Linked DNA regions of Mus musculus: all the other regions are linked to region 1. Evidence: chromatin contacts called from public promoter capture Hi-C data. All regions are on one chromosome and are shown on one strand. The core of a region is the stretch at or near the end of the contact, and the rest is flanking DNA. Distances in the headings are between cores, read along the strand shown.

What was found. Promoter capture Hi-C pulls out the DNA fragments that hold promoters and counts their contacts.
Region 2: a contact with region 1 is called in a promoter capture Hi-C map of pre-B cells, with 5 times the contacts expected there. The contact joins the promoter of Manbal here to the promoter of Cdk5rap1 in region 1. A contact is called at or near these places in 2 of 39 promoter capture datasets (erythroid cells and pre-B cells).
Region 3: a contact with region 1 is called in a promoter capture Hi-C map of liver, with 4 times the contacts expected there. The contact joins the promoter of 4930405A21Rik here to the promoter of Cdk5rap1 in region 1. A contact is called at or near these places in 2 of 39 promoter capture datasets (liver and pre-B cells) and 1 of 9 other capture datasets (liver).
Region 4: a contact with region 1 is called in a promoter capture Hi-C map of pre-B cells, with 3 times the contacts expected there. The contact joins the promoter of Aar2 here to the promoter of Cdk5rap1 in region 1. A contact is called at or near these places in 2 of 39 promoter capture datasets (the C10 cell line and pre-B cells) and 1 of 9 other capture datasets (liver).

The regions. Positions count from the first base shown.
Region 1 is chr2:154,369,201-154,375,507 of GRCm38.p6, reverse strand. Cdk5rap1 (CDK5 regulatory subunit associated protein 1) reads left to right here and starts at 2,789. Exons shown (of 14, transcript NM_025876.2): 1 at 2,789-2,827; 2 at 4,553-4,872. The coding sequence starts at 4,572.
Region 2 is chr2:157,364,192-157,370,498 of GRCm38.p6, reverse strand. Manbal (mannosidase, beta A, lysosomal-like) reads right to left here and starts at 2,905. Exons shown (of 3, transcript NM_026968.3): 1 at 2,859-2,905. Gm39974 (a long non-coding RNA gene) reads left to right here and starts at 5,318. Exons shown (of 3, transcript XR_866905.1): 1 at 5,318-6,307.
Region 3 is chr2:156,717,111-156,723,417 of GRCm38.p6, reverse strand. 4930405A21Rik (RIKEN cDNA 4930405A21 gene) reads left to right here and starts at 2,509. Exons shown (of 4, transcript NR_040505.1): 1 at 2,509-2,712. All of the region lies in intron 7 of Dlgap4 (DLG associated protein 4), which reads right to left.
Region 4 is chr2:156,544,190-156,550,496 of GRCm38.p6, reverse strand. Aar2 (AAR2 splicing factor homolog) reads right to left here and starts at 2,921. Exons shown (of 4, transcript NM_026661.4): 1 at 2,614-2,921.

The DNA of each region.
Region 1 (6,307 bases), core at 1,540-4,039:
GCTTCTTAGGGTGTGCTTGCCCTGTGGGTAGGTCTGTGGAATGCAAAGAACAGTCAATCACATGGGCCATTCAGGTCATCTGCCTGACAGCGGTGAAGAGAACACACAGTCACAGTGGGGTGGAGGGGGAATGAGTGCTCACGATGGCAACTTTCACCAACTAGCAGAATTAGATGAAAGATGATCATGGCAGGTAGAACATTCAGGTCTTAAAGCGAGCAGAACATGGGATCCCCAAACTTCTGGAGTCAGAGGAGTTTGTTTCTTTTTCTAACCTTCATCAGTCCTTAATCCCACACTAGCCCGGGAACCCACAGTGGACTACTGCCACAGCCCCAGATCCTTTGGCCCCACTCCTTATCCATGTCTTCCCCACATTGCAATGTATTCACCACACAGTTGCCACCCTACAGGCAAGGAGACTGGAGTCAGCAGTCACTACTTGGCTATGGTTATTCAACTGTCAGCCAGCACAGCCCCAGAGGGAACCCAGCCAGTCTGAGGTTGAGTTAGTCAGTGCTAAGAATAGGGCTTTGGGATCAGCGTGAACTGTGGCTGGATCCCAAGGACTGCTTGCTGCGTGAGCCTTTGCACATGACTACTTTTGTATACTCACCCTTAAATTTGTAAAATGAGTTAGTCTTTTAAAAATCTTTTTTTTTTCAAGATAGGGTTTTCTTTCTCTTTCTCTCTCTTGCTGTTCTGAAACGTTTTCTGTAGACTAGGCTGGCCTCGAACTTATAGAGAGCCACAACTTCTGCCTCCGGAGTGCTGGGATTAAAGGTATGTGCCACTGTGCCCAGCTTGGGCTCTTTTAAATAAGGTAACCATGAGGTTCTACCTTTATGACCTAGTCACTTTGTGAAGACCCTACCTCCTATGTCCACTTTCTTGAAGGTTATGGTATTGAGGGGACACGCGCATTGAGACTGTCTTTGAAACAGGAGAATGAGGTCCAAAATGTCTTACCCAGAGAATGCAGAGGTAACATATTACAGAAACTGTTGGAGGGCTGGAGAGATAGCTGAGAAGTTTTTGGAGGATTGTACTAGAGTTTGATTCTGGGCCCACATCAGGTGGTTCACAACTGCCTGTAACTCTAGCTTCATTTGGAAGTGTCCTACAGACTGAGCCAACTCTAGCTTCTGGCTTTCCAAACAGAAGTACTTCCGGCTTCTTGCCCAGATACATAAACACATAAATGAAAACAAAACAAAACAAAACAAAACAAAACAAAACAAACAAAACAAAACGACAAAAGCCCATTGGCAAAGAGGAAGGCTGGGAATGCCCCCCACTCCTTCCCTCCAAACCCAGTCTCTTGATGAGAGTCATGACAGGAAGAGGCCAGGAGGGGGCGCCTCTTTGCTACTCATTCTATGCTTGTAGATTTTTGAACTGTCCACCTGCAGTTTGTGCTTCAACCAAATGTTTTACACTTAAATGTCTCACACTTTAAAACTAATATTTATGGTGAAGCTTGGAAAAAACACTTATGCTACATAGGGTGGTTCTGACCCCAGGGCTCCGATCTGGCTGAATCCTGTTCTCAGCATTTTCTTGAGTGTAGGGACTATGGGTTCGGTCTGGGGGAGAAGAGGTATTTTGGCTAGAGTCAACAGGGAAGGGAGAATGGCTGAGAGGGCCAGGGCAGGAATGTGACAGGAGTAGGGTAAGGAGGTAGTGAGGAACAATTAGGCTGTTCAGGGCCATCTGGGAGATCCAGGAAAGACGAGGCCGTTCAGAGCTAGCCACAGAAACCACTGGTTAGCCTCTTTTCTATTTTTTTTTACATTTATTCTATTCCATCTGTCTGTCTGCCTGTCTGTCTGTCTATCCATCATCTACGAAATTTTACTATGTAGCTCTTTCTGGCTTCGAATTAGCCTGCCTTTGCCTCCTGAGAACACCGAAGTGTGCTACAGCGTCCTGAGACGTCTGTGTGTGTGTGTGTGTGTGTGTGTGTGAGAGAGAGAGAGAGAGAGAGAGAGAGAGAGAGAGAGATGTTGCATGTCCCATGGCCTATCTGTGAAGTTCAGAGGGCTTGTGGGAGCCAGTTCTCCCTTCACCTTGTGGGTTCTGGGGATTAGACCCCAGGTCGTCAAACAGCAAGTGTCCTACATGCTGAGCCATCTCACCAGCCCCATGGTGGCCCTTTTCTTAAAGGGTCTGGTGAGGAGAGGGAAGGAAAGTACATATGGCAGGAGGGAGCTAACGGGTGACAGGCTTGAGGAGAAGTCAGAGCTCCTATTTTCCAGGGGGCAGAACACCCCTAAGAATCCCTTACTCTCTTGGGGCAAGGGCAGATACAGACTCTGAGACTGCCCACCTGTTTGTTTGTTTGTTTGTTTTTCTAATTAAAAAAGATTTATTATGCATAATAGTACAGTGTCGCGGTCTTCAGACACACCAGAAGAGGGCATCCATCGGATCCCTTTACAGATGGTTGTGAGCCACCATGTGGTTGCTGGGAATTGAACTCCAGACCTCTGGAAGAGCACTCAGTGCTCTTAACCGCTGAACCATCTCTCCAGCCCGCCTACCTGGTTTTAAGCTTTACTTAACTTTTTTTTTTGGGGTGGGGTGGGGTGGGGGTGGGGGGCGGTATTAGCATTTAAAGAAGTAGTAGGTCTCACGGCTTTATTTTTCAAAGCCAGGGTCCTGGGACTCGAAGCCGGCAGGAAACACTACCATTAGAACACCGCGGGCGAAAGTCACGGCGGAACAGAAGTTGCACGCCTAGGCGCGCAGCGGAGGACTCCTGAGAAGGGAACCCACGCAGATCGACAGTTTCCGGTTTCGGACGCGGACCTTGCAGTTGTGGGAGGTGAGAGGCTTGAGATTGAGTTTAGTGTCCTGCGGGTGACCCGCGGTGGCGCAGGGCGGGCTCGCACCGTCCAGGAAAAGCCAGAAGCGCTAGGAGAAGGTATCACTGGGCAGTGTTAGGCCTTGAGTAGGACCGCTGCGAGTGTAGCTCAGCCCCGCTGCCGGCTCTTGGCCAAGTCACAGCGTCCTTCTAAGCCCTAGTATTTGCCCTGTGAAGCAGAGATGGGGTCTGATAGACCTCGGAGAGGGGCTACGGGGCTCACGCAGTTGCCGCCGCCACGCCTAGCACTCACACGCTTGGATGTGGTAGGTGGTTCCGCGCTGTGCTGTGCAAAAACTTGAAGCTTTTGATCCTTCCACCAGGTTCGTCAGAAAGGACCGTTCCCCACCCCAACACTCATACATGAAGACGCGCCCAGAACCCGGCCAAGGTCCATGCTTTGAAATGAAGTGTGGGCTGCTAGTGAATGATTGTGAGCCACCACTTGGTTGCTGGGAATTGAACTCAGGCTCTGGAAAAGCAGTCAGTGCTCTTAACCACTGAGCCACTGCTCTAAGTCCCCCCCTCCCCCAATCTAAGTTTTTAATGTGTAATTCTTATAACATCTGGCAAGGGGTAAGGTCCTATTGTACTTTTTTTTTTTTTTTTTCCAAAATGGATATGACATTTGTAGTCCAGAGGTGGAAATTTGACTTGTAAAAACGTGGTCACACAACAATTAAAGGGCAGAAGTAGATGATTTGAAAGCTCACACCTGGGCTGTTAAGATGGTTCACATACCATAATATGCATAAAAATAAAAATGTGAAAAAAATTAAAACTCAAACCAAAAGTCTCCTCTCCGACAAGAGAGTAGGTTGGTGTTTTTTTTTTTAATTACATTTTATTTATTTGGTTTTTGTTCCTGTGCTCATGCACATGAATGTGCCATACATAGTGTATGTGTAGAGATAGAAGAATCTATGGAAAAGAATTCTTTCTACTGTGTGGCTTTCAGGGAGTCAGGCTTGGTGGCAGGTGCCTTCATCCACTAAGCCATGTCACTGAGCCGCCTTTATTTATTTTCACCTGTAAATTAGAGATATAATATATTTTAAGAGCCCTCACTGTTGTCCAGGCAGTCCTGGGCTCAAATGATCTTCCTGCCTTAGCCTCCCAGGTTACTGGGAATATAGGTTTACCATGTTTAGATTAAGGTAAACTATCATAAAACGTACCTTAAGGGAGGTGGTGGTGCACACCTTAAATCTCAGCACTCAGGAGGCAGAGACAGGCTGATCTCTGAGTTTCAGGCCAGCCTGGTCTACAGTGCAAGTTCTAGGACAGTCAGAGCTATACAGAGAAACCCTGTCAAAACAAAACAAAACAAAACAAAACAAAACAAAACAGTACCTTGGAACTGGGTTGTGATTCTGGCATTTGGAAGACTGAGGTGAGAGGAATGAGAAAAGTTGGAGGTCAGTATGGACTTCATAGGAAGATCTCAAAAAACAAACAAACAAACAAACAAACCTAACCTCACATAACCTCACAATCTGCCCAGCCTGGACTACGTAGGAAGTTGAGTTCCAGGCCAGCCCAGAATAATCCTGAGATTAAGTCTCAACATCTCTTATGAGCCCTGCTCCCCCCAAAAAGCATTTTTCTGTTTTAGCGAGGAGGAGTGTCCAGAGCAGTCCTGTATGGAGTGTGCCGTAAATACTGGTGTGTTTCATTCCTTTGCAGATTTGGGGCTGCAGGTGCCATGCATCCTTTACGGTGTGTCCTCCAAGTACAGAGGTTGTCAGCACCATTCACCTCCATGTGCTGGGTGTTGCTTAGGACCTGCAGAGCACAAAGCAGTGTGTCCAGCACTCCTTGTCCCAGTCCAGAGGCGAAGAGCTCAGAAGCTCAGAAGGACTTCAGCTCCAGGCTAGCCACTGGACCGACTTTTCAGCATTTTTTAAGAAGTGCTTCAGTTCCTCAAGAGAAACCATCTTCTCCAGAGGTGGAGGACCCACCTCCCTATCTCTCGGGGGATGAACTTCTAGGAAGGCAGAGAAAAGGTTGGCTTTATTTTTTCCCTTTGGCTTCCTTGCTCCACTGCAGCCTCTGTGGCCTGATTGCTTCTGCTGTTCTCTTACTACATTCTTGGCTTTAGGAAGTTGATAGTGTGGGCAGGTTGATTAATATAAAACCATCAGAGCCCACGAAGTAGCATTACTCTAAAGAAACTGAAGGGCTGGGCTGGGGGAGAGTTGTGTGGTGGAGTGGTTGCCTAGCATCTGTGATGCTCTGAGCTCCATCCACAGCATCCTCATCTCCTCAAGAAAACACTCAAAGCTGTGCACACGTGAATTGTAGTCCACTCCCTGGTTATGTATGGAGATACTGCAATCCCCGTTTTAATTAAAATTTTTAGGATTGCATTTAAATTACATCATTTATTGTCAGTGTGCGGCAGCTGTGGAGGTCAGGGCATAACTTGTGTTGTCTCCTTCCACCATGTGAGTTGAGAGGTTAAAAGTCAGGCTTGGTGGCAGAGGCCTTATCCACTGAGTCATCTTGCCCAAGCCTATTCCCTGTTTTTTGAAGCTGGGTCTTGTTGTGTAGCCTAGGTTAGTCTGGAACTCAACCCTCTTGCCTCAGCCTCCTAGCTGATGGAATCACTGATGTCTGCCACCTCTTCTGATTTAGAATTTTTTTTCTTTGGGCCTGGCAAGATGACTCAGAAGGTAAAGTTGCTTGCTATTAAGTGTGATGACTTGAGTTTGATCCCTGGAACCCACATGGTAGGAGAGAGCTGACTGCCACAGTTGTCCTTTGACCTCCGAACTGGTGCCATGGCATGTGTGCCTACTATCTTCCACCAAAATATATATGAAAAAAATTGGCTAGGCATGTTGCACACACCTTTGATCTCAGCACTTGGCAGGCAGAGCAGTGGGGTCTCTGTGAGTTCAAGGCGAGCCTGGTCTACATAATGAGTTCCAGGTTAGCTAGAGCTATATAGTTGAGACCCCACCAGAACAAAACAAAAACCCTGATGTTTCCTGTTTCATTTTTTGTTTTGCTTTTTGAGAAATAATCTGTCTCTTTAGCCCAGGTTGTCCTGGAGCTTACTGTGTAGCTCAGGCTGGCTTCATATCCATGGTTCTCCTGCCTTGGCCTCCCATGTGTTGGCTTTATGGGTATGACCCACTATGCCTGGCTTCCACTTGGAATTATAGTCTGCTGGTGGTAATGGGGTTGTAACTAGAAATATGATTTGAAAGAGCCTACTGAAGTGTGAAATTCTTGTTTTGGAACTTTGTGTAAATTTGTGTTTTTACTTCATAATGTGACCATGTCATTTTCATTTTTATTCTGTGGTGTGTACCCTCTGGCCAGTGCTGCTGCTTCCAGAGGCTAGAGAACCCTTTGTTTAGAGGGAAGACTGTATGTAATACAGGGACTTGAATTTAGGTTTTCCTTAGATGAATGAAAAGGGTCATTAGCCCT
Region 2 (6,307 bases), core at 1,656-4,155, 3.0 Mb before region 1:
GTCCCTGGAATCAAACTCATCCGGTTGTGCTGAGTGGAAGCCATAGTGCCTGCCTGATGAACTGACGTGTGGAATTTGTGATGCATCAATAGGCTGCCTTGGACCTTCTGACAATACATGACAGGGGTGTGTGTGAGGGGCATTCAAGCCACAGTTATGTTGGGGGCGGCTGGGTGTCAGGGGCAGAGGGGAATAGTGGTTTGGGGAATCTGTAACAGCTAAGGACTTAAAAAAAAAAGTTCCTGAGCCGGACGTGGTAGTGCACGCCTTTAATCCCAGCACTTGGGAGGCAGAGGCAGGAAAATTTCTGAGTTTGAGCCCAGCCTGGTCTACAGAGTGAGTCCCAGGACAGCCAGGGCTACACAGAGAAACCCTGTCTCGAAAAACCAAAAAAACAAAACAAACAAACAAACAAACAAAAAAACAAAAAAAAGTTCCTGTACCCACCCACCAACACTAGAAAAGGAGATATTCTGTTTGTTTGTGACAGAGTCTCACTATGAAACAAGACATGTAGACCTCTAAGGCCTTGGACTCCCAGAGTTCCCTCTGCCTCTGCTTCCCTAGTGCTAGAATCAAAGACTCCTGGGGAAAGAGAAAGGATGAAGCCCTTATGCAAGTCACTTTCTATGCAAGTGTAGAAAGATTTCATACAGTTTTTACAAAGTATCAGACCACCTTGCTGGGCAGACTGGAAGGAGGACCAGTGTGGATCAATGACAGGCAGGACCTCATCCTGCCAGACCTGCTTAGCTATGCATACCTCCACCTCTATTCAAGCCTAAACTCCATGACAGAATCTTGGGGAGGGACTTGGAAGCCAGAGGATCCTATTATTTGTTCCTTTTTCCAATGCGGGCACACCGAATACATCTCTTTTCTGATCTTCACTGCTAGTTATCTCATTAACTAAAATATTAGCAATCAGTAGCCAAATCTAGCTCGTTGGCACTGTCAGAGCCAAGTCTTTTACCCTAAAAACTTCAGTTAATAAAACCTTTCAAGAAGACGCTGCAGTTGCTTGGGACAGAATACAGTTTCTATCCCAACACTAGGGAGACAGACAGATCTCTTTGAGTTCTAAACCAGTCTGGTCTGTATGCTGAATTCCAGGCCAGCCAAAACTGAAACCCTGTCTAAAAATAAAGAAATATTTTAATGGCATATTAATCTGAAGTTATTAATTCTATCAATAATGATTGCAGGGAATATGGTCCTTAAGGGATCACATGGGTGGCTTTAATGCTCTGTTCCATCCCAGTATCATAGTTAATAATGGTGTCCTTTGGGGCACATAGAATTTGAAACACACTGGCAACATTTGATGACGTCCACACTGCTGGCGCTGCATCATCACATGCCTTCCAATTCCCCACTTGCTGGCACTTCAAAACTGCCTTCATGTGTTCTTCTGCTGGGACTATAGCAGAGACCTCCACACTGGCAGTGACGTCCGCTATGGAGATTTTGGTTTCAGAACGAATCCATCCCTAACCTGTGTGACCATCCCTTATTCCCAGGAAGTGGCTTTGTGCTCTTGTTTCAGGGGAGGCCTGGCTGAAGCCTTCACATAGCGTAAGGCAGTCTTTGTCCGTTTCTACTCACAAATTCGATGCCATCTCTATCCTAACTAAGTAAACATTTACTACACACTATGGCTGTAACCTTGGCAATGTGAGGTTCAAAAACAAAACTACCACTTATTGATGTTTCAGCAAAGTTCCCATGGAGCCCTCAAATTTGCTATGCAGCCCAGAACAGTATAGGCATGCTCTGCCCCACCCCCAGACTTAGGATGCAAGGGATAAAAACCAAGGCTTTTACACGCTGGGTAAGCCCTCTTCCAACTCAGCCATATCACCAGCTCTGATTTTTAATTTTGATTTTTTTTTTTTCGAGACAGGGTTTCTCTGTGTAGCTTTGGTTGACTTGGAACTTATTCTGTAGACCAGGCTAGCCTCCAACCCACAGAGCTCCTCCAGGATGGCCAGGGCTGCACAGAGAAACCCTGTCTTGGAAAAACAACAAAAATTTTGTTCTCACCAAATAGCTTAGCAACTTTAGCCTAAGAATCTTCCTTTAAAAAAAAAAAAAAGGCTGTTTAAAATAGCACCTTTTTCAGCAAACCCCAAAGGCTATCATTACTACTCTTGTGCTGATATGAGGGTTACACAGGCAGCTGTCCTACGTGACTAATGAGGGGGTAGCGTATACAGAGGGATACGCCAAGCAAGACGATGACCTACGTGTAAAGCAGGAAGAGGTAAAACTTCATCGTGCTACTATCTTAGGGCCGGGAAGAACAGTTCTGGGGTCTGAACATGGGACTCAAGCACGCTGGGTGAGTCTCCACTACTGAGCTACTCAAAACACACAAATTCAAAGCCATGCGCGGTTTGTTTCTGGAGTCTTCCACTTTCTATTTCCAGGTGTCAGGTCACTGGAACCGCAGACACCGGGGAGGCTATCGCATTCCCCATCCCTTTCTCTGGCAGTTTTCTCTCAAGCACACACTGCAACTAAGCACTGATACGCTCCCGGCCTTCGCATCCTCCGCACAGGCCCAAGGGAGCCTTCTGCGGGGAAGGAAAGTGACCGGGAGAGGAAGATCGAGATGCCCGAGGTAACACAGCCATCCAGGGCACACCCGACAAGCCAAGCCCCGGCTGGTCCCGGCGCAGGGCAGGCTGGGCCCTGGCCCTGCACAACCCTCGCGAGGGCCCCAGTCTCCTCGGAACGCAGACTGCCTTTACAGATAACTGCCCTCCGCAACCCCGGAAGCCGCTGTAACCCGCAACGCCGCCCCGATCCCGCCCGCCGGGAAGCCTCGGCCGGGTTATCCGAGCCTCAATACTTACCTCCCGGAACGCCGCGCCGCCGCACCGGAAGTGATCCCTCGTGACCCGGAAGCGATGTGCTGGGAGCAGCAGCAGATTCCGCTCAGCGGGTTTTACCAGGTCCACCGCTTCCTCGCCGTCTTCCTCCTGCTCTCCCCTAATTAGACACCGAAGGTTGAAGCTTTAATGAATTTTTTATTTGATTTGAGACAGGGTCTCAACAGTGTAGCTCTGACTGGCCTCGAACTGGGGGCAATTCTCCTGATTACAGCCGGTCTCCCCCCAGTTTAGAACTCAGTTCTAAGTCTGAGCCAGAAATCTACAATATAAGGGGTAGGACAAACATTACCATGCTATAATTCAGACAAAAACAAATCACCATAATAAATTAAAAAGAGACCAGTGAACATCTCTGCTTCCATGGAGTTTATAGTCAGTAAGTCACATAATAGATAGGGAATCCTTAATGCGATAAATGTTTGGAAGGCAAAAATCAGCATTGAAATAAGTGCGGCAGACCAGTTAGGAATGGAGTTTAATGGGCAGTGATGTGATTGGTGCCTGATAGTCAAGCCTTCACAGTCTCCCACGCTGACCAATGTGACCCATAGAATTTTGGGGAAATACTGAGCTTGAGTTCCGAGATTAAGACAGAAAAACATTGTGACTTCCTCTTTCCTCGCTCTTGATCATTCCTGGGAAGTCCCGCAGAGTGAGATTCACGTGGGCAGTTATCAAGCCTCCAGCCAACGAACTCAGCTTGGCAGCCAGATAAACTATCTCTAGGTCAGCTGATGTGGCCCTGACCCCTAAATCCTTTAATTATGTGTGCCACGGGTGGGTATTGGTGTGGGTACGGGTGTGGCATATGCACTCACATGCATGTACCTATGGCTGCTGAGGCCAGAGTATATCACGTGTCTTGCTCTATTATAGTCCACCTTATTCCCTTGAGATAGGGAAAGCCGCAGGGATCCCGTATCCATCCTCTCCTCTCCTCTGCCTTGGACTGGCGTTAAAGATGTATGAGTGACCATGCCTGGCTTTTTACTTTGGGTCTTTGAGACCTTCATGTTTAGTCAATAAGCACTCTCACTCACTGAGCCATGCCCAGCCTCAAAATCAATTGTGTAGATGGATTTTGGGTTGTTTGGTTTTTTGTTTTTGTTTTTTCCTTTTTCTTTTCTACTTCTGAGGCAGAATCCTCAAGCGTGCTGCTCCAAACTCCTGCTGCTGTGAGGTCCTCCCAATGGTAGACATAGACGGTCATCGACAACCCAAGCCAAAACAAACTTGCAAAGTTTCTTCTATCGGAGCCTAACAGCAACAAACGAGTAACTAGGGACTGGAGAGAGGCTCAGTGGTTAAGTGTGTCTGCTGCTCTTCCAAAAGAACCTGGGCTTGGTTCCTAGCACCCACATAATGGCACAAAATCCTTTATAACACCAATGTCAGGAAACCAGAAGCTTTCTTCTGGTCTCTGTGTACCAAGCACACATGTGATACAAATACATACATGCAGACAAAACATTATATATATTATATATGTTATGTTATATTATATATACATACACACACACACACACACACACACACACACACACACATATATATGGTCTGGAGAGAACAAATATTTAATACAGGACTTGCCCTAAAAGTGCCCAATATGTATGGATAGATAAAGACAGTCATTTTTGCTTGAGCGTTTTTTATTTTTGAGACAGGGTCTCACAGTGTCATCCTAGCTGGCCTGGAACTCTCTATATAGATATATAGACCAGGTTAGCTTTGAACTCACAGAGATACGTCTACCTCTGTCTCCCTAATGCTGAGATTAAAGGTGTGAGCAACCACACCCAGAAAAAAAAAAGATGTTTTATGAATTCTTTACCCTCTATTCAAAGATATATCAGAACTTAACCTCTACTGTTCCAGAATGTGATTCTATTTGGAGGCAGGATTTTTGTGGGGGAAGGGGTTGCAGTGAACCTTATGGACGGTGTTCAAGAGAATAGGGCTCCCTAAGCCCCTCCCCTTCTTCCACGGGTCTAGGATAGAAACTGTGATGGGTCTTAGTGCTGGGGCTGAGTTGGGACAGGGACTCCTCAGCAGCCTAGGGCCTCTCCCTCTCCTGTGCTTCCTGGGGTTGGTGATCCGGGCCTTTTTACTCTTTGGAGGCCATATAGACCATGAGGTCTGCCACCTTTTGCTGTATTCATTGTCGTGATAGGAAATGAGCTTTACTAAGTTACGGAGTGAGGATTTTCATAAAAGTAAATCAGCTGGACATGGTGGCTCACACCTGAAATCTCTGCACTTGGGAGGCAAAGACCAACAGATTTCTGTGAGTTCGAGGTCAGCAAGGTTTTACAAAGTAAGTTCCAGGACAGCCAGGACACACAGAGAAACCTTGTCAAAAGACACAGAGACAGAGAGAGAGAGAGAGAGAGAGAGAGAGAGATGGATATGGAGGTGCACACTTAATCCCAACACTGGAGGGGCAAAGGCAGAAGGAACTCCAAGTTCCAAGCCAGCCTGGTCTACGTAGCAAGAGCCAGGACTAAATAAAGCAATCCAGTCTCAAACAAACAAAAGAGGGCCAAGGAGATGGTGTATTTAGTCAAGATGCTGCTGCATACGTGCATGTGCCTGGTAGCCTAAGTTTTATCCCCAGAAAACACATAAAAATAAGAGAGAACCTACTCCACTAAGTTGTTCTCTGACCTCCACATGTATGTCATAGCATATGTTTCCCTTCCCACAACATGCAGACATATGTGCGCACACACATACACACACACACACACACACAAATATATATTTTAAGAGAAAAATGAGGTCAATAGGATGAATGCTGAAATCTAATCTAAAAAGAAGTGGATTTGGACACAGATGCACACATGAGGATGTCATGTGGAGATGAAGGCAAACATGGAGGGATGCTCCTATAGGTCAAGAAACACCAAAATTCCACCGTCAAGCCCTGGGAGCCGAGATGGCTGTAGAACAGATTTCGTAAGCCTTCCCGAGTGCCATCAGACTACTTGGTTTCACGCTCCTGGCTGCTGGAACTAATAAATGTCTGCTGCTCAAGTCACCTAGTGTGTGACATGTACGGCCAGCCCTGGCATGTTACTACAGGTAATATGGGAAATACGCTGATACGGGTGATGTAGGTACATGCTAACACATGTACTCTGAAACCCGTTACTATCTGTCTCCAAATGTAAAAAGAAACGCCCAGTGTGGCTGCTGCAGGCACAGCCTCCTTCTTACTCTCTGGAGGTACCTAGAGGACTCCAGCTGAGTTTAGCTTCTCTCTGTGCCCTGCATGCCAGCCATTAGCACACAGCAGAGCTCTACGACTGGTTTCTCTCTAACTATAATGTATGCACAGTCTCTTTTTGCACTGAGAGAGAAAGCACGGGGATGGGAATGGTTTCTACTCAGAAAAATGTCTGACATGACTC
Region 3 (6,307 bases), core at 1,260-3,759, 2.3 Mb before region 1:
CAGATCTCATTAAGGATGGTTGTGAGCCACCATGTGGTTTCTGGGATTTGAACTCAGGACCTTCAGAAGAGCAGTCAGTGCTCTTAACGGCTGAGCCATTTCTCCAGCCCCCTCCTGGCTTTTCTTGACTTTCACCTTAACTGTAAGATGCAGGGACTATGATATCTAGTCTCACTCCCTGTTCCAAAGTTCTAGAACATCCTAGAGCCCTTGATAGCAGACCCCAGCTCTCAGCAGAACCTTTCAACTAGGACCTTTGTGCTCCACGCAGAGAAAAGCAGCCGTGGCTCACCACATGCTGGCTGACTTTGTTTTCAGGCACCACTAGCAGGGTCCAACCTTAAATAATAAATGGCACACAGAAAATTCAAACGTTCCCCAGCACAAGCACCTCTCTGGGCATACCAACTTATTTTCACACACCGAGGAGAAGCAAGATGGCACTGGGGATTCTGGAGAGGTGGGCACACTTCTTAACCAGATGGGAGTGGACGAGTCCTGGGCACCTGCTCTGTACCCTCTCAGGGAAGCTTTCTCTCTGGGACTCTCAAAAGGCAGGTTGACAGTTTACAAAGCATATGCCTCACTTGATCTTCATGACACCCCTTGGTACCACTACCCCCATTCACCATCCCTTTTACAGATGGAACACCTGAGACTTAAGTGCAAGGGTCACAGGCAAAGTCAAACTTTTTAGAGCTGGTCTAATCAAGATTTCAGAGTCTAAGACAGCCAGATACAATAATCAAGAGTATCATTGTAAGGGCGATTCCTCTCCGATTCATCCTGGTCTCAGTAAGACCAAGTTTTACAGACCTCTGTTCACCTGCCCACTCAGGGTAGCTTGAAAAGTTCTGACCACAACCATATAGCCCAGCTGTCTAAGAAGCCACACCCCCTGCAAAATTTCATTACTCAAGTTGGCAAGAACGCAGCCCCCACCCCCAGCTGGGTCTAAATAAACGCCCAAGTGATATCACATCCTGCTGTCGGCTCCAAAATAGCCCAGGCCTGCCCACAAGCGATCACAAAGTGCCAGGCCATGCAGGGCCAAACCAGCAGGGATACCCAGCCCAGGGCGCACTCCACACACTTAAGCAACTCAAGCAGAAGCCTCAGGGCAGGAAGGCCCTTTCCCCCCAACCCCCTCGCCAGACAGCCTGGCCCCACCATCCTTGTTCCCCTGGTCCAGAGGCCCCACAGCCTCATTACCCCAGCGCCAGCCCCTGCCCCAGCGCCAACCCCATGGAGCCTCTGCCGCGGCCAGCCTGCGGGATGACTCCGCCCGGCCCGACCCGGACACCCCACCACTCACATTGCTTCAAGAGCTCCAGACACAAAGCCATGAGGGCCGGATGGGGGTCAGAGACCCAGAGACCCGGCAGAGACAGAAAAGGGAGAGGGAGTGACAAGGAGCAGAGAAAAGGGGCGACAGGGGATCGGGCAGAGAAGCAAAGGAGCAAGAGCCCCGGGCAGAGAAGGCTGAGGCAGGCGTTAGAGACAGCAATGAGACCACCGACACAGACGCGTGAAAGAAGCAGGGAGAGCAAGGGGGGTGGGGGGGACCGGGTCCAGAGAAGTGGGACGCTCGGAGAACAAGGAGAGACAGTGACAGCGACAGCGGACAAATCCAGGAAAGGCAGAGGTTCTTAAGTTAGGGAGCTGGGGAGACACTGGGGGTTCAAGGAGACCACTAAGGGATGTAAAAGGTTCTGATAGCTATGGGAGGCTCCGGAGAAGTGGGAAACCCTCCGGGAAATGCGGACTAGGTGGAGATAACCCCCAGGAAATCAGGGGCACATGCATCAAGAAGGACCCTCAAGATGTGTGGTAAGCTCAGGAAAGGCCTGGGGGAGTGGAGTGTGTTCTGAAGGAGAGGCCCCAAAAGATCTAGGGAGTCCAGAAGAATGGGGGTGCCAGAACCCGTGGCTGTAAGAGAGGAGAGGAGCGCTGGGAGAGGGGACCCGAGATCCTGGAGCGAGGGAGGGGCCGAGAGCGCGAGAGCAGAGACAAAGAGACAGCGAGCTAGGGAGAGACAAAGCGGGCTCAGCGGAGACACGGGCCCGAGGGCCAGTGGCCCGACAGAAGGACGGAAGCGCGGGCGAGCGGGCGGACGGACAGACGGACAGACGGGAAGACGGGGCAGGGCAGGGCCGGGCGGAGGCGGCGCCCGTCTCCTCGCGGGGCCGCGGCTGCTCCGGGTGGCGCTGGGCGGGCCCCGGGCGTCCGGGCTGAGGAGGCGGCGGCGGCGGCGGCGACGACGTGGGTCGGACAGACGGACGGAGTGACGGATGGACTGGCGGCAGCTGCGGCCAGCGGCGGGCACTCACCCTCCTCCCTCACGCGGCCCGGCCCGAGGCTCCGGTTTTGTACGCCCGAGAGGCGGGGCCTCCGGGTTAAAGCCCCGCGCCGGCCCCGCCCCTCGCGTCAGCCGCGCGCGCGTCGCCCGGGATTCCGGGGCCGCCAGGGGGCGCGCGCAAGCGGGACACAGCGCAAGCGCGCACGCGTACCGCGCGGCCCACGCCCTGGCCGGCCGGTCTTGAAAGGGAGTGCGCGCCCGCGCCAACTCGCGCATGCCCGAGTGAGGGGCTCCGCCCTCTCGAACCGCCCCGCCAAACCGGTTCCAGCTGGAACGCAATGCGTGGTCTGTACGGGAGTTGGAGTGGCCGTCCGTCCCTGCGGGCTCACCCTGGTGGCGACGCCTCGCTGTAGGTAGGGAAACTGAGGCTGAGGAGAGAGCCCACCGTGGGCTTTCTGTCCCGCACGCGGGTCCTAGCTACTCAGCCGCGCAGTTTCTAGTTGCCTCTTTGCCTCATCCCTTGCTGTGCTCCCAAGGGTCCTAAGGACGGGTTCAGTATCCCACTTGTGTGACCTTAGGTTAGATGCTTAACCTTTCTGTGCCTCTGTAAAATGTGACAACCGAGTGAGCCCCCTCCCCGCCCACAGACTGACAGTCCATTTACAGAAGGTTCTGCCAAGCACAGATCTTTGCTGCCTGGCAAGCCCGCTGGTTGCCTGCTTTCTGTACTGGGATCTGACAGAGGACTGTGGGAAATGAAGAAGGTAACACTGTTTCCAGTCTACCTTTTGCATTAAGACACAATAATGGCAAAAGCAACAAACTTACTTGATGCCAGCACTGTGCTAAGCACTCTAAAAGCAGGAGTTGGCTACACCATGCTATTCAGTTTCATTTGCTTTAGGTGAAAATACAAAGTAAATTCTTGAATGGCTATGACACCTCATGTGTTGCTGTGTCCTTTCGATTCAGTAACACTTCTTGCATAACCTTGGGCAAGTCCCCCTTTCTCTTTGGGATTCCCCAGTGCTGAGTATCCCCTGGAGAGAAACCAGGCAGAGACAGAATTTTCACCAGCAAGTCTTTGACCCTTTGATCCAGCTCACTCTCTTGAACAGAAGAACTAACTCACTGGCAGCTTCAATTTGGACTTCACCAAGTCTGAGACCTTGGTCCTAGAGGAATGTCAGCACCCTTCTCTGTTGGTCACCCCCCTCCCAGCCCCCCGCCTCAGGTCCTGTAAGGTGTGTATGGGGACGATTTTGTGACTGACTGAGTCCTTGCCCAAGTCAGGCTAGCATAGAGGAGCAGTTGGCTGACCCAGGCCTGAGGTGTAACACTGGCACATAGGCCTCAGACCCTCCTGCATGAGCCTGGGCTTCTAGGAGAGGGTAAAGGGTCCTTTCCAGATAGACTGGCAGCTGGTTTCCCCTTTGGGTCACCATTTTGGTAAATCCCTTGAAAACTTGAAGCCGGGCGTGGTGGTGCACGCCTTTAATCCCAGCACTTGGGAGGCAGAGGTAGGCGGATTTCTGAGTTCGAGGCCAGCCTGGTCTACAGAGTGAGTGCCAGGACAGCCAGGACTATACAGAGAAACCCTGTCTCGAAAAACCAAAAAAAAAAAAAAAAAAAGAAAGAAAGAAAGAAGGAAAGAAAGAAAAGAAAATTTGAACAGTGAAAAGCTGTGCATTCCTGCTTTTGTGTGTCAACTTGACACAAGCTAGAGTCATCAGAGAGGAAGGAGCCTCAGGTGAGGAAATGCCTCCATGAGATCCAGCTATAAGGCATTTCCCCAATTAGTGATCAGTCGGGGAGGGCCCAGTTCATGGTGGTCCTGGGTTCTATAAGAAAGCAGGCTGAGCAAACCAGGGGAAGCCAGCCAGTAAGCAGCAAGGTCCATGGCCTCTGCACCAGCTCCTGCCTCCGGGTTCCAGCCCTGCTCGAGTTCCTGTCCTGACTTCCTCCAATGATGGTCTGTGATCTGGAAGCCAAATAAACCCTTTCCTCCCACACTTGCTTTTTGGTCATGGTGTTGTCGTCACAGCAACAGAAACCCTCACTAGGACAATCTGGGACGGGGACATGGCGGAATGTAAGGAGGAAGCCTGCCTTGTGCCCAGTGCTCTGAGCAGAGGTGCCTGTTTCAGCAGTAGGAAATGCTGGCAGTTGTCCAAGAAAGGCCTCCTGAATCCTACTCCCTCTGACCCTATGGCCCGGAGAGGACCAGTGTCCCCTGCCTGACCAGTATGACAGCCTCTAATCATCTTGTTCCCACTGCCAGATGATTCTCTGTTCTTTGTCAAGTCCTTGTGTGGCTTCCTTCCTAACCCCACAGGACAATGAAGAACCCAAGGCTCTGAGAAACATCTCCTTGACCTATTTTCTGAATAACCTTGACTGTGACACTTCCTCTAGGCTGTAGTGGCTTTGTGAACCATCCCACCCGCTGCTGTGATTGTGTGTGTGTGTGTGTGTGTGTGTGTGTGTGTGTGTGTGTGTGACTAGGTTAAGTCAGGAATGGCAGGTATGTGTAATTCTGGCCATAGCAGACATCACTAATTGGCAGTGATGCACTTACTCTACTTTAACTTAGATTAAATCTCAAACCTTAGCTTCAGGGGTAAGAAATGACACTCAAATTACAGGATGTTTGCCCCGACACTCTGGGGATTGGATGGGCTGAGCTGACAGGAATCTGCAGTGTGATAACCAGAGATTAGGGTGGACCAGGTTTGGGAGACCAGAACAAGGGATTTTGTCAGACTCCCTTCCTGTGTGTGTGCGTGCAGGGAAAGGAATGAAAGAAACCAGATGAGTTCTAAGGGATGAGAAAAAGGACAAAAAGAGGGGGAAAGCAGCCTGTGACTTGGATGGTCACAGATAAAGACCATTGGTCACAACCAAGATCTAGATAACCAATATGAGGCCCAGGGAGGGACACGTACCTCTTCAGTGCCACAACAGCACTGAAGAAAGTACCCTGGGCCTCTGAGCAGGAGCTGGAATGTTTTCTGGACTGGAACTTGTCCAACTCAGCCTGGAGCTTCCAATATGGGTGGAGAATGACCCTAAGTGTATGTATCTGTGTGTGTGTGTGTGTGTGTGTGTACACGCGCACACACAAGCTCTTGTGTGACCATATCACAATTGAAGATATAGAGAATGTAATTGGTAGGACCAGGGTGCCACACAGTAGTTCCCCCCACCCCCACGCCACTTGCTGAGGTCCCTGTGTGATATCTCAGCTTCTGAATCTGTGTGGTGTGATTCAGAGGGAGTGGGAGAGACACAGAAGGGAGGAGGGGAAAGCCCAAAACTGGGGAAAGGAAGAGAGACAGAGGGCTTTGGGAGAAACAGAAGGCGATGATTGGAGTGGGGGAGCTGAGGGAAGAGACGGCAGGGAGCCTTGTCACTGTTTTTGCTTCCTCTCAGGAGCATAAAGAAAGGAGAGGCAGGATGAGAGGCAGACCAAAGGGTCATATCCCGGCCCTCGTGCCCCCTCCCAGGTGTCCTCTGGCTGGGGAGGGGCGTGTACAAGTGGCAGCTGAGCCACCGCTGACCCGCCTGCCAGTCACCTGCCAGAGCTATTTCTGGAATGTGGAAACTGGGTCAGAAAGGAGGAGGGAGGAAGGCAGTGCTCACAACGGAGCTGGGAAGCTTCGAGTAGTGGGTGGGCAGCTACATGCCCCGCCCCCGCCGTGTCAGAGCAGTTGGTTCTGCTAGGTGCCCACTGCCTTAGGAGCTCCCCTGCACCCCCATCTTCACACCTGCCTGCATCTGGTCTGTGAGCACATGCGCTCCTTGGAGAAACAAAGAGCTCCATGCCTCTCTGCAACTCGGGTTCTGAGTAGGGAGACTGGCTGTGTTGGTGTGTGCCTGCGTAGAGGTGGGTGATTATAAGCAGAACTTCCATGTATGGTTGTACAAGTTTTACACAGATTAAGGATGCGCTCGTATGTGGAGTGCTATTCACAATATAGACATGATGAAATTATGTAATTGCTATGA
Region 4 (6,307 bases), core at 1,672-4,171, 2.2 Mb before region 1:
GAGGAAAATCAGAATCAAAGAGATTTGGGGGTTTTGATTTAAGGATCAAGAGTCTTCATTCCACCACTCCAGGGGCACCACTTAAAGACAGGTGGTCACACAGTACCAAAATAAAACCTGCCTGCTGGTACTGCAGGCTTGTGTCCACTGCCCATCAGATGTCCCTCTTTCAACAGCAGTGGAAGGTAGAAACGGCTCAAATGGCTCATTTTAAATTAGAAGAATGCAAAAGTCGCCTTAAGCTACAATTCTACCTAAAACCTGCTACTGGAGAGTACCATAAGATGACCAAATCAAACTGGCTACCTAATTTTCCATGAGCATCTAAAATTAACAAAAAGTCTGAGGAGCGAAGGAGAGTTTTTCAAACTCCCTTCTTTCACTCATCAAAAGCCTAGTTGGAAATGAGGGAAAGCAAAGGGCTGGGCTCTTAGTTTAAAACAACTTGCCAGGGTGCAGTGCTACATGCCTGTATTCCCAACCCTTGATCTGGAGTTCAAAATCACCCTTGATTGCTAGAGACGGTCTTCTCAGAAATCAACAATGAAACCAAGCGGCTGGTGAGAACGCGGTTCATCAGGTGCAGTGCTTGTCCATTATACACAAAGGATCCTTGGAACCACAAAAACGATTACAAAAAAAATTCTGTGATAGACAAAGACAGAGGCACAGGATCAGACACTAAAGTCATTCTCAGTACACAGTGAACCGGAGGCCAGCCTGGGACACATACACAAGACACTGTCTTAAAAACAAGCAAACAATCACAAAACAAAAGCACTGAAAGTCCAGGGATCAAACAACTTCCCCAGAGTCACAATCCCGCCAGAGACTGACATGGCAGGTCTACAGTGAGTGCTTGAGGAGAGGCTTGGATTCTTTATCTTATCCACATTTAAATTCCCTATAAAGACACTTTGATTAAAAGCAAAGGGGTTGAGGGTGCTGGCAAATGCTCAGTGAGTAGAGGCACCTGCCTTGTAAGCCTGACAACCTCACTTCGATGGCCAGAGCCCACTCAAGGGTGGAAGGAGAAAAGAGAGCACACAAAGCTGTCTAACCTTCACATGTTTGCCCCAGCATATGACCCACCACCCCATCATGCACTCACATGCACTCGATGCTAAAAACAACTGTGTAGCAGACACTGTCGTCTCTGCAGTATCTGTAAGAATGTTTTCAGCAAGAACCAATCAATGCAAGCCAATCAAGTACTTCAACTTTTACTGAACTGAGTACTAAGTCACTTACTCATCCTACTGACAAAACACTCAGATTACAGGCACTACCCAGGATCTTTACTGGGCCCCAAAAGAAATATCCACAGAATAAGACTACTGAAAACCAGATATTTGTATTTTACACAGAAGTGGCCTCAAAATACACAAGCAGAAAAATCGAGTGCTGCTTGATGTTTACTCTTTTATTTAAAACAAACAAAAAATCCTTTTACAAAAAAATATTAGGAGCACACTTCATTGTCTTTACCTAAAAAAACAGGAGAAAAGACTCTAAATTAGCACTCTTTTTCAAACTGCAAGATGTATCTTGAGTTAAGAAATCATTTTTAGCCGGGCGGTGGTGGCGCACGCCTTTAATCCCAGCACTTGGGAGGCAGAGGCAGGAGGATTTCTGAGTTCGAGGCCCAGCCTGGTCTACAAAGTGAGTTCCAGGACAGTCAGGGCTACACAGGGAAACCCTGTCTCGAAAAAACAAAACAAAACAAAACGAAAGAAAGAAAGAAAGAAAGAAGGAAGGAAATCATTTTTAGACAGAAAGCTATCTGAAATAATGAGAAAAGTTACACAGAAGCCAGAAGAGGATGCTGAATTCCCTGACACTGGAGTTAGAGGTGGGTTTAGCACCATGGCGCCCTTAGGAACTGAGTCCAGGTCCCCTGGAAGAGCAGACAAGTCTCTTAACCACCAAGTCATCTCTCCAGCACCAAGAAGAGAACTTTTAAGCTATTGGAATGCCACAAGTAACAAGGATAGGAATGGTTCCAAGAAGACATGTGCTTGTATATACATGTGATCACAGCATAAAAGTCTTGTGACTGTAGTTCACAGTAAAAAAAAAAAAAAGTCTGAAACACAAACGAATACTCTTCACAAGCCTGCAATACAGAGACAACTCCTCAGCGTATTCACCGCCTTCCAAGAGTGGAGAGTACTTGGTCCTCAATGCGTTCTCTATCTGGCTTTAGGGAATGGCCCGAAAACGCTGCATGAATTTCCCTGGGCAACTCTTCAGCTAATTTAATACCACCCCAATCCGAAGGATTGTTCTAACCACACTGGCTTCTTTCTTACCCTCACACCAGAGAAAACTCTACCCATAGCACTTGGTCACACAATTATTTTTCTTTTTTTAATCTTAGTAAAGCCTCCTCGACCCGGGACTAAGTCAAATGTTGGTGATGACACTCTGGCTACCCTGTTGCCGTTCAGTTCCAGGGACAGGTGTGTAACTTTGTGTACTTGGTTGAAGACTGTCATGCCCACAAGACTCGAGTCCCTGATGCCTAGCATACACACGAAGCTTAATTTTTTTTTTTTAACTTACGATAATATGCACTTTAAATAAAGCCAGGAAGCCGGGTAGGTGACTTACCGGAAGCCACGCAGATCCAGCTCGAGTGAGTCTCGTTCTCTGGTTACAGTTAAAGGGGTGTGGGGGGAAGTTCCTTCGGGAGCCCCAGAGACCCTGACCACGGTGTCCTCAGGGACGGGTTCTCAGGAAGAAAGGCCTCCTCAGACACCAGCTCACAAAGCCAGACTCCGCCAGCGCGATTCTGAGACAAGAAGCGAGGTGGCCCGACCACACACAAGGAAACCGGAGGCCGAAAGGCGCACCGAGGGCCGACACTCACCGTAGCACCTCAAGCTCCGGTTCCGCGGAAACGGGACGGAAGTTCGGCTGCTTTGGTGCCGGATAGGTGCTACGGAAAAAGTAGTCCGGCGGAGCCCCGAGTCTCAGAAGAAATGGCCCGTGCTTCCAGGTTCCTCACGATAAGCACTTCATTTTCTTCTTACTGTTTCGTTTTACTTCCCGAATTATAAATAACGACTTTAATTAAACTATCCACTTTATATCCCCGTCCAGAAACATACTCACCATCCACAGTCCTTTTGGTCTCAAGCAGACACGGGCTGGCCAAAGCATGGTTCAGGTGTTGGCACACAGTAGCCACAGACTGGCTCAGTCATGGTTGGTCCTCTTTAGCCACATTTCCTATGCCGGTCACCATGTCAAAAGTTCCCTATTATCTCCAAGTCCCGGCTTCCAGACACATTCATCCCTAGTTTCAGAACCAAGGCTGTTGCCTGAAGGGAGAACCAGTCCCTTCAAACGCAAACACAGCAGTTCCTCTGGAAATGACCACCCAGTGTTTTCCAGGCCTTACAGAATACAGCAGTCAAGCTATAAATGTGCACTGAGTGAGGAAACCTGACTGTCTTTTTCTTCTCTATTTCCTTAGAACCTAGCACATAGCCCTCATAAATGTACTGTGTATTTAATAACAAATCAAATGATGTGTATAGTAAATGACTATCCATAGGCCTTGCTGTATTAGTCAGGGTTCTCTAGAGTCACAAAACTTATGGGTAGTCTCTATATAGTAAGGGAATTTGTTGATGACTTACAGTCTGTAGTCCAGCTCTCCAACAATGGTGAGCAGCAGCTGTGAATGGAAATCCAAGGATCTAGCAGTTGCTCAGTCCCACAAGGCAAGCAGGTGAACAAGAGAGAGAGAGAATCTTCCTTCTTCCAATGTCCTTATGTAGGTCTCCAGCAGAAAGTGTGTGCCCAGATTAAAGGTGTGTGCCATCACACCTGGATCTGGAACTTGCTTTGTCCCACATGACTTTAAACTCAGAGATCTCCCCTGTCTTAATCTTCTCGGATTCATAACCACTATGCCTCAAGATTTCCATGCCATTATCCAGGTCAGACACTTGCATCTCCCAGCCTCCAGATTAGGGTCACTGTGAGCCTACCAATTCTGGATTGTAGTTCATTCCGGATATAGTCAAGTTGACAACCAGGAAGAGCCAGTACACTAACCTTGTGCTCAGTGGTTCTGTACATCAGAACTCCACCATGAGCCAGAGCTACTGGGAGATACATAGATACTACTTCTAATCTCCTCACTAACCATAGCCAAGATGTGACCCTCCTCTAATCTTGTACTGCCAACTTTCCCGACCTGATTGTAAGCTTGTTTATCTATAAAGGCAGGATTCTCAAAGGCCTTCAGTCTCTTCTTCGGGTGACTTTACCAAGACTGGCTGTAGCTACAATGGCTGACAGAGCAGAAGACAAATAACCTCCAACTTCACTATTGCCCACCTGCCTCTTAAGTGGCCTTCCTACAGCACTGATGGTTGTCAATGGAGAGAAACCATAAAAGCATGCCCAAATTCCTGGAAAAGCCTTGCTATTCCCAGAAAGGACGGGAGTCCCTCTGCCCCCTTTACTGGCTATTGATTGATTGCATCATACCTGCATATCTATAAGCCCGGGTTGGTAAAGGGCTTGATCTGAGTTTAATCTCCCATCTCTGTTCCTATCCCTTGCTGATAGATATGTCCTCCATCTTTTTACTGGTGCTACAATTCTGGGAGAAGAATGACCAAGTATAGGGATAAAGACTTGGCAATTAGGATTCTCAATTTACAAAAGAGGAAACTGAGCTTCACAGAGGCACCACAAACCCCAAGAGTACAAACAAACAAACAAACAAACAAACAAACAAACAAACAAACCATGTGATCTAAAAGCAGCTGGAGTTCTAGCCCCTGTGCTGCTGCTTCTTGTGTGTCATTGTTCCCCAGCGACAGCTGACCACATCAATCTGCCCCACTCACAACTTCACAATTCATGTTTTAGGGGGCTGCAGACTAGGCTAGACAGGGCAATCATAGTTAATCACAGTGGGCTGCCACAGGTTAGCCAGAGGTGAGTCAGGCAGTCAATCTCAACCTTCCCTATCAGTTCCATTTCCCTTGGGAACTGGCTCAACTCCTTCCCCCTCCCCTCTCTACTCCCTTCTTAGGTGCTGAACTCTGTGGTGTGGGCTCCGAGCTTCCAGGTGGTTTCATATGGCTTCTCCATATTTTTAGAGTCCCAGGGCATTTAACACTGGACATGGAAGTTGCAGGATAGAAAGATGCTGGCCTGGAACACCCAGCTTTGTGAGCTACACTCATCCAAAGCACCATTTCTCAACTTTGGTACCCATGGTATGTGAGGTAGGTAATTCTTGATGGCAGACAGCTGTTCTGTGGATTGGAAGAAGTCTAGCTGCAAACATAGGATCCAATCTCTAGAACACTGGTCAACCATAATGCAAAGTCTTTCTAGAAACTGCTACCTTATACCCTTTCCAACTTGAGCTGAGGAAGCATTGAGTCGGATGAACTACCCCGGTTATTCTCCAGGTCCAGGAGGTGCAGTGCCAATGTCTGTAAACCAAGTGCTAGTCCAGGAGCCTAAAAGCAACTGATCATTAAATGGAACTTAGGAGGAAAATTCTGGAAACCATTCTCAAAGCTCCCTGCAGCAATTGCCTTACACAACAAATAGGACTCTGGAGAAGACTGGGTTCTTCCAGTGTGTAGCCTTTGTATCATTTAATGAGCTGGCTTTACAGAGGAAAGCAGTTAATAGCATCTAAAATGACAGGAAAATGTTCAGAATGTAAGCTTTTTTTTGTTTTTGTTTTATTTTGTTTTGTTTTGTTTTGTTTTGTTTTGTTTTGTTTTGTTTTGTTTTGTTTTGAGACAGGGTTTTTCTGTGTAGCTCTGGCTGTCCTGGAACTCACTCTGTAGACCAGGCTGGCCTTGAACTCAGAAATCCACCTGCCTCTGCCTCCAAAGTGCTGGGATTAAAGGTGTGTGCCGCCACCACCCGGCAGAATCTAAGCTTTTAAAGCATTTAGGATGATATGTGCAAGATGACTTTGACTCTGAAAATAAATATATATGGAAAAAAGACTTGTTTGTGAGATTTGGAGTGATATAGAAAGGGGAACTGGGGTGATTTTCTTGACAGGATAAAGTAGAAACTGTAGAATGTATACCTCAGATGCCCTAAGAAAGAAGATTAGGTTTTACACAGATGTTGATTTTAATTTCAATCTTTATTCATTCCTTTCTTTTAGTGCTAAGATCTACGGAGTGTGTGTGTGTGTGGTGGGGGAATGTCTGCACGTGTGTGTGGGCATGTGTGTGTGTGGTGTGCCTGTGGTGTGTGTGTGTGTGTCTGCAGGTGTGTGTGTCTGCAGGTGTGTGTGTGTGTGCTG